Regions from separate parts of the Mus musculus genome. Here region 1 is linked to region 2. The links are chromatin contacts, called in public promoter capture Hi-C maps. All regions are on one chromosome and are shown on one strand. Each heading gives the region's core, a stretch centred on a gene start, on an enhancer-like site or on the middle of the called end of the contact. The rest is flanking DNA. Distances are from core to core; before and after follow the strand shown.

Region 1 (4,838 bases), core at 120-2,619, 190 kb before region 2:
GAAGGAAGGAAGGAAGGAAGGAAGAAAGAAAGAAAGAAAGAAAGAAAGAAAGAAAGTTAGTTAGTTAGTTAGTTAGTTTGGGCTGGAAAGATAGCTTAGTCAAAAAGTGTTTGTGTTGTAAGCCCAAGGACCTGAACTCAGTGACCAGAATCCACCTAAAACTGTCTTTCCAATCCTAGAGCTGGGGAGGCAGAACCCAGGGTTGTCCTCTGGCCTCCACGAGCACATGACACATCCCTCATCCACATCCACACGTGTGTACCCACACCATATGCACACACACGTGCACATACACACACACACACACACAAGAAAATATAAAAGCAGCTTTGTCCTCTTTCCTGTTTTAGTTAATTATTCTCTGGCCTCTTGTCCCTCTCTGCAGCTCCTTCTCTGCCTGCATCCTGGGTGTAGATGGAAGGGAAAGCAGGACAAATATATGCCAGAGAGCCTCGTTGGATGTCACTGGGAATCCACAGAGAGCAGGCAGCCTGGTAAAGGGGACCTAGAACCTAAAGGACAAGCAAGGCAGGGTGCCCAGAATTCTGACAGGGGACAAACAATGGAGGTGTCTGTCTTTGTTATACCAAGCTGTCTGAGTCACACAGAAAACTGGACTTTGCCAGAAGACAGGGTCACTCTCCCCTGACGCCCTTTGTGGTGGCTGGGAGGTAGATATTGGCAGGAAGCACCAGACCACTCCTGCCCAGGCTCCCTACCCACCTCCACTGCCTGCCGCCTCCATCTCTGAAGCACAAAGTGCTTGGGATCTGGGAGGGCTCTGCCAGCCTCCAGTCCCCAGCCAGGCAGAGGCAGGCCAACCAGGAGGCTGGAATCGGGGACTGTTCTCAGGGATCATGAACTCATCTCGAAAGCTGGCGCTTGCCTCACGTGAAGACAATCTGGTTCCAGAAAGGCTCTAAGGAGATCCGAGGGCCCCTCCCATCCCCAGGGACACAGAACTGGGTCACAGGCACAGAGAGCATGGGTACCAGTTGGACTGTGGCTCCAGGCTGGGCTCTTTACGGAAGGTCCAGATCTCACCATCAAGGGGGCTCTCACCAAAGATCTATGCATCAGGAAGGAGCTGAAGTGAGGGGGAAGAGGAAGAGGGAGAGGAAGAGGAAAAGGAGAAGTTCCATGGTGGAATGCTTGACAATATAGACATAAACCCTGGGCTCATTTAATTCCTCGTATCTCGGGCTCTCACGCATTTCTAACAGACCAGGGAGGAGCTTGTGGACAGGAGCCCTCTTGCAAACAGCAACAGAGACTCCCCCACAAATGTCCCCTCCCCTCCCTTTTCATAAGAGAAAGGCAGGTCGGTCACGAGCCTGGCTCCACCCCTTTCCAGTCCCTCGCCATCTTCTACCTTATACACATCCTATATCATCAGGCTGGGAGGCGTGTGCCTGAGGTAAGTCAGGAAGGCCTGGGGACAGGAGGAGTGATGGATAGATAGCAGGATGAAAGAGAGTGGGCACGGTCAATGAGGGAGATTACAGCACTGGCTTAAACACCCAGAGATGGGGAGATGGGGAGGCAGCTGAGTCGGTAGACAGTGAGAGGCAGATCAGCCCGTGACCTGTCAGTCACTCTAGAACACCAAAACAATTGGGTTTTTATTTCTGTCAAGTTGCATTGATCTTAAGACAGAGGCTGGAATACCCTGAGCAGGTGAAATTGATACTGGCTGGGCTCTTAGCGGGGAGGAGAGTCTAACCATCGGCCTACGAGCAAATGGCACACAAAGAAAGCAACATGTAAATGAGATGCAAATGCAACAACTTTTTTTTTTTTAATCAAAGACCAGGCTGTTGTGTCCTTGAGAATCAGACCACCAGAAATCTGGACACCTGTGCCTTCAGACCTGACCTGTGGGAATGGGGCGATGCGGAGCACATCCCTCAGACACCGGGAGCAGCTGAGAGAGAAGGCTTCAGAGAAAGGGACCCACGGAGACCGTTGGCCACGCCTGAATTGGGCAGACCAACCTGGGTGGGCCTCTTGCGTGTGCCAGTCTGCTCTAAAGAGATAAGATTGGGGGTAATGAGCAGGGCTGTTGGGACTATGACTGACCTAGCAATCCCTGGCTCCTACATTCAGAACATGGCTGCCATGTGATTTCCTGGGGAGATGCGGACAAACATCTATTCACCCCAGAAAGGGCACTGATGGGAAACTAAAGAAATGGTCCCAGCTAAGTCCAGCCTGGTGAACCAACAAATAAGCCTCATAAGCCTCCCTCCTCCCTTCTCCTTCCTCCCTCTTCCCTCCTCCCTTCTCCTTCCTCCCTCTTCCCTCCTCCCTCCTCCCCCTCACTTCTCTCCTCTCTCATCCTTCCAGGAAAAGAATGTTTCAATTCAGAGGAAACTTCTACACAACAGTGATACTTCCAGGATGGTCACTGTCAGCTTCAGTGAGGCAGAGTCCTTGAGACACCAAAGGCTTGTTTTTCTCCTGGAGGCCAGCTGATGCCTTCGGAGGAAGATAAAGACTAAACCTGGTCCTGACTTCCAGGAGTCAGATGGCCCTAGAGAGAGCAGTGTGACCACTTCAGAGTAACCACACTGAAGTGCTGCTCCGCGGTGTGGTGTAGAAGAAAAGCATAAGGCCCAGAGAAGAGTCAGGGTAGTGCTTACTAGAGATGGTTCAGGGGTCAGGACTAGAACTGGGCTCCAGGCAGGGGGTTCTCCATGACTAGACCTCCAGTGAGAAACTCTGGCTAGGTGACTGTAAGGTTTGGAGGTCCAAGGGGACAGAGGAAGGCTTATCCCAGCATGCTCTCTGCCTCCCCAGATCTTGCCTTTCTGGAGAATGCAGCTTCAAGGACCTGTCTTTGTAGGTGTGCCCCTGCTGGGGCCCATCCTGATTTGTATGCTCATTCATCAGCCATCCAGTCGGTGTGAGGATGAGAGAAAGTTACCCTGGTGCCCACCTCACAAGGTCATATTGCTTGTGTGGGTGACCATCTACTCTGTCATGGGGTGAGTATGTGGCCTTGCAAAGGTAGGAGCAGATCCTCCCGTGTGTGACCCTGGGCTGTACTCTGGCTTCTCTTCAAGTAGGGGTCCCCACAAGCAAATATGTCCTGTATACCTAAGGTTCCAACAACCCTCCTCCAAGCCTCCCCTTCCTGTCTTCTCTCCAGGACACCCAACTCCTCCCACCCACTTCTTCCCACAAGCTCTCCCGACTTATTGTGCTTTATGTGTGCGAGTGTGTCTGTGTGTCTGTCTCTCTGTGTGCTTGTGTGAGTGCCTACGGAGGTCAGAAGAAGGCATTGGCTCTCCCTGAGCTCCAGATACGGAGGCTTATAAACCACCTTCAGAGGGTGCTGGGAACCAAACTTACGTCCTCTGGAAGAGCAGGGAGAAGTCTTTTATATATATATATATATAGTGTGTATATGAGTACACTATCGCTGTCTTCAGATGCACCAGAAGAGGGCATTGGATCTCATCACAGATGGTTGTGAGCCACCATGTGGTTGTGGGAATTGAACTCAGGACCTCTGGTAGAGCAGCCAGTTCCCTTAACCACTGAGCCATGGAGCCCCAGCAGGAACTATTCTTACCTGCTGAACCATCTCTCTAGCTTCTCCTTTAACCCTCAGACAATGCTCACACTCACTTGCCCACATGTCAGAGGCAGCTTACTCCCTTATGCCGAAGGACCTTTATTCTACAGAACACCCTCTCTCTGCAGCTATGCCTCCTACCTGGTATGGAAGGAACTCGGAGGGGGCTTCCGGTGGCCCCTAGCACTGCCCCTTGGTCTCTACTCTTTCCAGCTGGCCCTCAGCTGGACTTTCTTGGTGCTCTTCCTGGCAGCCGACAGCCCTGGGCTGGTAAGGCACATGGCAGCCCCATGCTGGGAGGAGAATGTGAAACCGTAGGGCCCCTCGTCATAGTGTTGATATCAGGAACCATCAGGTGATACATTCAAAATTTCCACAGTGTGCAGAGTGCCCCAGGGATGGGATGTCTTGGGTCAGAGTACTGTAGAAAGGCAGAGGGTCCCGACTCTTGAGAAAGCATGGCTACATCCTTTCAATGCTTCCACCCAGGCCCTCCTGGACCTCTTACTGCTCTATGGACTGGTAGCAAGCCTGGTGTTTATCTGGCAGCCAATCAACAAGCTGGCTGCTCTGCTCCTCCTGCCCTACCTGGCCTGGCTCACTGTGACCACCGCCATCACCTACCGCCTGTGGAGGGACAGCTTGTGTCCAACGTACCAGCCTTAGCCATCCGAGGAGAACAAACTGAGGCACGGGGATGCAGAAGAAGGGAGGACGGCAAGAAGCTGGAGTAGCTGGGGAGCTAGGGATACTTGATGTGGCCGCTCTCCTGCATCTTCCTGTTGTCCTTTCTCCTTAGACATAGAAAAGAAGGGGTGCTTTCTGCCGTATAATAAAGTCCTGCTGTTGACCTTGAGGGCCTGGTGTAAGGTGGAAGTGGATGCATGGCTTGCAGGGCTGCAGAGTAGAAGCTTCCCCAGTAAGAGTGATGAGCAGATGTGGGAGCACACGCTGGGGAGGGTGAGCACCACCTCCCCTCTCACATGCCTCCCCAGGCCACTGTAGGGCTTAGCACTTAGTACTTCCCCAGAAACAGACCTGGGCCAGCAAGATGGCTCCGCAGGTAAAGCACTTGCCAGCAAGACAGATAGAAACCTGATTTCTCTCACTGGGATCCACAAGGTTAAAGGAGGAAAAAAATGACTTGCAAAAACTGTCCTTGAACCTCCACATGAGCACTGTGACACACAGAGATACACACAATACAGGTGTGCACATGGGACCTGTGCATGCCTGCATGCGTGTCGGTGCACTCCTG
Region 2 (4,816 bases), core at 1,074-3,573:
ATAAGAACTTGAAGTAAAGGCACAACATTGGAGAAAAGGCATTGAGAGTAAGAGCATTACTGTGGCACCAGAGCAGGAGGAGAGCAAGATTAAAGGGAGAGTGCAGAGTGCAATAATTTAGAAACTATAGGAAGCATAATAAATTAAGAGAGCAATGTGCAGAATGCAGAAGAAAACAGGGAAAGAAGAAAGAGCTGCCGAGAGAGCAGAAGGAACAGGCAGCCTTCTCCTTACCATGGGACAAAACAGGTCCTTTCTTAAGAACAAGGCAGGCTTAGTCTTATTAAAAGGAACAAAGCTTCCTTCTTTAAAACCTGGGTTTAATTCATTTAGCACTGAAAGGGTAAGAGCTTTTTCTTTCTCTATGCAATAAAGATTGGAGCTCATTTTTCATCCAGAGTGAGTGAATTCTTTCTGCACGGTTGCTTGCTCTTTTGCTCCAAATGCATATGTAAGCATGGGTGTGTGTGTGTGTGTGTGTGTGTGTGTGTGTGTGTAACTGTGAGAATGTATGAAACTTGGACCCAAATGGTTTGAATGGAAATGTATAAATGTGCATGTGGGAATCTGTGTTTGTATTTATGTGAGTTTATGCATATTTGCTTATGTAAAAGTTTTTTCCTTCCATGAACATGATTTTCTTCTCCTGGTTCAATAGAAGTAAGTTTATTGCTCCAAACTTCCCCTAGCCTGACAAATGAGGGGCATCTAGAAAAAGGGAAAACATCTCTTGCAATTAACCCTTTACTTAATCTCCTGCTGTTTTAGGATGAGGTGCTAAATGCCCGAGACTGCAGTTTCTAGCCTCTGAGGACACAAAAGTCAGGTCAGCTACAGTAGCAAAGTAACTTAGACTTAGACAAGTCAACTTTTTATTATTATACAACAACTCTAAGTATCTCGCAAGACAAAAGTCTTACCCTATGCCAATCCTTTTCCCCCTCTGCTGACTCAAGGAGAAGCGAGAACAAAAAAAGAGGACCATGCCAGGGTTGGCCCCTGGTAAGGAAGACCTCAGGGGCCCTTGTGCCAGTAGAAATTTGTAACTCAGGTCTGCCTAAGTAAGAAAGCAAGTAGGAGGGCTGAAGAGATAGCTCAGCCATTGAGAACACAGATTCTTGCAGAGAATCTGAGTTTGGTTCCAAGCATCCACATTGAGTGGTTCACAGCAACTTATGACTCTAGCTGCAAGAGGCTCCTAGTCGCTGGTTTCCATGGGCACTGGCACACATGTGGCATGTGCCCATGAGTGCACATAATTTAAAATAAAAACATTTCAACTTTTTTTTTGAGACAGAGTCCCACTATGTAGCTCTGGCTGGCCTGGACCTCACTATTTAGACTAGGCTGGCCTCAAACTCAGATCCACCTGTCTCTGCCTCCCAAATGTTAGGATTAAAGTTACACAATGCTAGTGTAAACTAACTAAGAGTCAGAGAGAGACTCCAAGTGCCTACCCCATGAAACCTAAACATTCTTTCTCAATGAGGAGCCAAGCATGACCGAGATGGGAAACTGTCTCTCCTCAGTCAGATCAGGTGTCAAAATTAGGGGGTCACAAAGAGAAGGGATCAGGGATATGTATTGTGCTTGGTCTGTAGAAGAGGGTTGTATCCCCAAGAAAGGCCTTACCTGGCGACACCACCAGGCTGATGTTTCTGAGAACAGTTACTTCTCTGAGGGAAGGATAATATGGACCACACCAGTAGAACGCTGAGTCATCCTCTGTTAGTTGAGTCATGGTGATGTTGAAGAAGCCAGCTTCAGGATCATCCCAGATTGTGTGCTGTAATTCCCTGGCTGCTTTCCGAGGCTCAGAGGTAGTGACCACTCTCGTACATTTACTTGGGGCTGTTTGCCGACACCACGTTTTCAGCACATAGGACTCCTCCTTAGGCTTGTATTGGCACTGCACGGAGAGGCTCTGTCCTACCATTCTATGAAGCTCTTCAGATACTGTGGACCCCCAGACACCTGGACAACAAACTGTCAGGTCAGAGGTCAGAGCTCTAGCTGTATGCATTCGTTTCTGGGGCTAGGGAAGCCAAGAGGCAATGACTTCCAACACTCAGACGCACAACATGGCCCCAAAGCCAGCCCTGGTCACAGGGTCAGCCTGGTTCCTTGTCCTTTTATCTATCCCACCTCTCAAACCCTTGTACAGGGAATCATCTCACCTGAGGCCAGGAACACCAGCTGCACAGGGACCAGGAGCAGTTGTGAGTACCTCCAGGCCATACCAGTCCAGATTCTGTCAGTAGAGGAGAGGAGAAAAGGAGGAGACCTCTGAACTAGGCAAGTCTTCCCCTAAGTCTCATCATCTGTGAGATGTAAGAACCAAGGAAGATCAGAGCTTTGATTGGGGAAGTAGCCAGTCTGGGAAGGCGGGCTTATGGACCCATAAGAGGAACAGTGGCCAGGCCTGGACTGGGGACTCCTAACTGCAGGGTCCATCTCGTGGTTGACCTAGGTAGATAGGTTCTGTGGACACATGAGAGGAACAGTGGACAGGCCTGGACTGGGGACTCCTAACTGCAGGGTCCATCTCTGGCCCTCACTCTTCACCCCTGCTCATCCGTGTCCCATCTCAGCCATTCCACACCACCCACCAATCACACTCCTCCATTATTGCTACAAAAAAAAAAAAAAAGAACATTGTAGAAAACAATATGAGAAGTAAGAGGCCTGTTCCTCTTTTCTTTTTCCCTGAGAAAGGTCAAAGGTCCCTAGAGGTGTGCCCAGAGTCCTGGGAATCCCCATCACTAAGATAAGTCAGGGCCCTCACCTCCAGTATGTTGTCATCCTGGAAGGTTTGTAAGCCACCAGACTCCAATGCCAGAGTGTAAGGATGGTCCCTTGGAAAGGGGGAAGTGGGGCTACTGGGAGGTAGAGAACAATGAGAAAGAATTGTCAGAAGGGAAGTCAAGAGGGAGGGACCTCTTAAGGGTGAGAAAGGAAGCAAGGGAATTCATGACCATGTTAAAGGACATGTGAGTGGGAGAGTGAAACCTATGAGAAAAATTATCTCTCATTAACATCTCACCTGCAAAACTGTGTGGAAGAAAGGGTGACCCAGGCTGGGTCTCCAGGGTTTAAACCTAGCTCGACCAGAAAACAGGCTGCCTTTCACGGTCCCACAAACTGTCAAGATCTGAGAGACTGAAAGTGGAGTCAACAATCAGTAGCAACCAGTTAGGGAAGGTATATGCACACCACATCAAGGGAACCTCAGTCTTTCACTGGCGAGCCCACAGTAGCAGCTGGGATACCACTGGCTATCAGAACACCTAAATTCTTATTGGTCTTCATGCATCTGCTCCACTCCCAGGGACTCTAGGGACCTCCTATGTAGCAGTTGATGGATGGCAAAGCAAAGAATAAAAAAATCTAATGGCCCTGCCTTGTACTTATGAGGGAACCAGAAGTGTGGGATATAAACGTCATTTGTTTGAGTTGGTTTGCAGAGCTGGAAATCAAACCTAGAGCCTTGTACATGCTAGTAAGAAAACAGCTCGCCATTCCACCAAGCTACATCCCCAGCCAAAGCTTTAGTTATAAACTCAATCTTATCTTCCCTGAATTACTGAACCGAAGTATTGGAATCAAATTTTATTTTTTCTAACGTCGTCACACAAGAGACTGAAGCAGTTAAGAAAAAGCATGTGTTGCTTTTGGAGAGGGCCAGGGTTCAGCTCCTGACAACCATGTCAGGGGGGCTAACAACCACCTCTTACCGCAGTTCCAGGGGATCTGACGCTCTCTTCTGGCCTCCTCGGGCATCCATATGAACAAATCCACACAAAGATACATACACTTATTCATAAGTAAAAACAAGTCTTACACTACACAAGATATTTAGGAAAATACTTTCTTCTTCATGGAGAACATTGAGATGCGTCATTATACATTTGTCAGTATCCAGAGAGTGCAAGACACCAACAGCAGATCCCAAAGAAGCTAGTCTGAGCTGATGGTGCCATGTCAGTGTGAGTTTACCCAGTGTAGCAAATGCACACTGTTCTGTAGGGACAGTGCTGTAAAGGGAAGATCTGTGCATGGGGAAAGGCTGGGAGGGAAGGTTTTTTTGTCTGTTTGTTTTTGTTTTTAGCTTCCTTTCATTTCTATAATAAAATGCACTAACAAAAGCAACTTCAAGAAGAAAGCCCTGATTTGGGCTCAGAGTTTGAGAACATAGCCTGTTGAACTGGGGAAGTTAAAGTAGCAAGAACTTGAAGCAGCTTGGCACATCGCAGCCACAGTCAAGAAGCAGAGAACAATGAATGCATGTCTCCTCGCGTTCAGCTCACTCTCTCCATTTCCCATAATCCAGAGTCCCCCGCCTAGGCAGTCATCATGCACCCATTGGACAGCTGTTAGATTGATTGGGATGATCTATAACTCCAGTCCCAGGCTGTCTGAGGCCCCTTTCTGGCCTCCATGAGCACTGTGCACACATGGTACGTTGACATGCACACAGACAAAACACTCATACACTATACAACATTTTTTATCTAATTTTTTTGTGGTACTTCCTTCTGCCTCTCTGCTGAGGGTGTCCGGATGCTGCAGGCATGCTGACCCAGAGGAAGCACAGCAAAAGCCAGAATGGGAAGTCCCACAGCCTGTGTTTCCCTTTGGGGCATCAAATGCTTAAATGAAGCAGCTCTCTGAGAGGATCTTTGCTTGGTCATATTGCTTTATTGGGAGTGGATGTGGGTGCACACATTTTATTCAGAGTGAACTAGGGTTTCTATACCTCTTGGGGGAAGGGCTTGAGAATACCCAGGAAGGGAAGGTCATTGACTGAAGGCTCAAG

The links. Promoter capture Hi-C pulls out the DNA fragments that hold promoters and counts their contacts.
Region 1: a contact with region 2 is called in a promoter capture Hi-C map of erythroid cells, with 13 times the contacts expected there. The contact joins the promoter of Tspo2 here to the promoter of Treml4 in region 2. A contact is called at or near these places in 12 of 39 promoter capture datasets (the 3T3-L1 cell line, 3T3-L1-derived adipocytes, the HPC-7 cell line and 8 more), 8 of 484 Hi-C or Micro-C datasets (the G1E-ER4 cell line, embryonic stem cells, erythroblasts and 4 more), 2 of 115 datasets of contacts at active chromatin or transcription factors (embryonic stem cells and fetal liver) and 2 of 9 other capture datasets (adipose tissue and liver).

What each region holds. Positions count from the first base shown.
Region 1 is chr17:48,448,032-48,452,869 of GRCm38.p6, reverse strand. It overlaps Tspo2 (translocator protein 2), which reads left to right and starts at 1,369. Exons shown (of 5, transcript NM_027292.2): 1 at 1,369-1,417; 2 at 1,809-1,998; 3 at 2,800-2,987; 4 at 3,709-3,850; 5 at 4,070-4,435. The coding sequence starts at 2,818. The coding sequence ends at 4,246.
Region 2 is chr17:48,261,802-48,266,617 of GRCm38.p6, reverse strand. It overlaps Treml4 (triggering receptor expressed on myeloid cells-like 4), which reads right to left and starts at 2,323. Exons shown (of 6, transcript NM_172623.2): 1 at 2,178-2,323; 2 at 1,633-1,986. The coding sequence starts at 2,238. The region is part of intron 1 of Gm52308 (a long non-coding RNA gene); the gene reads left to right.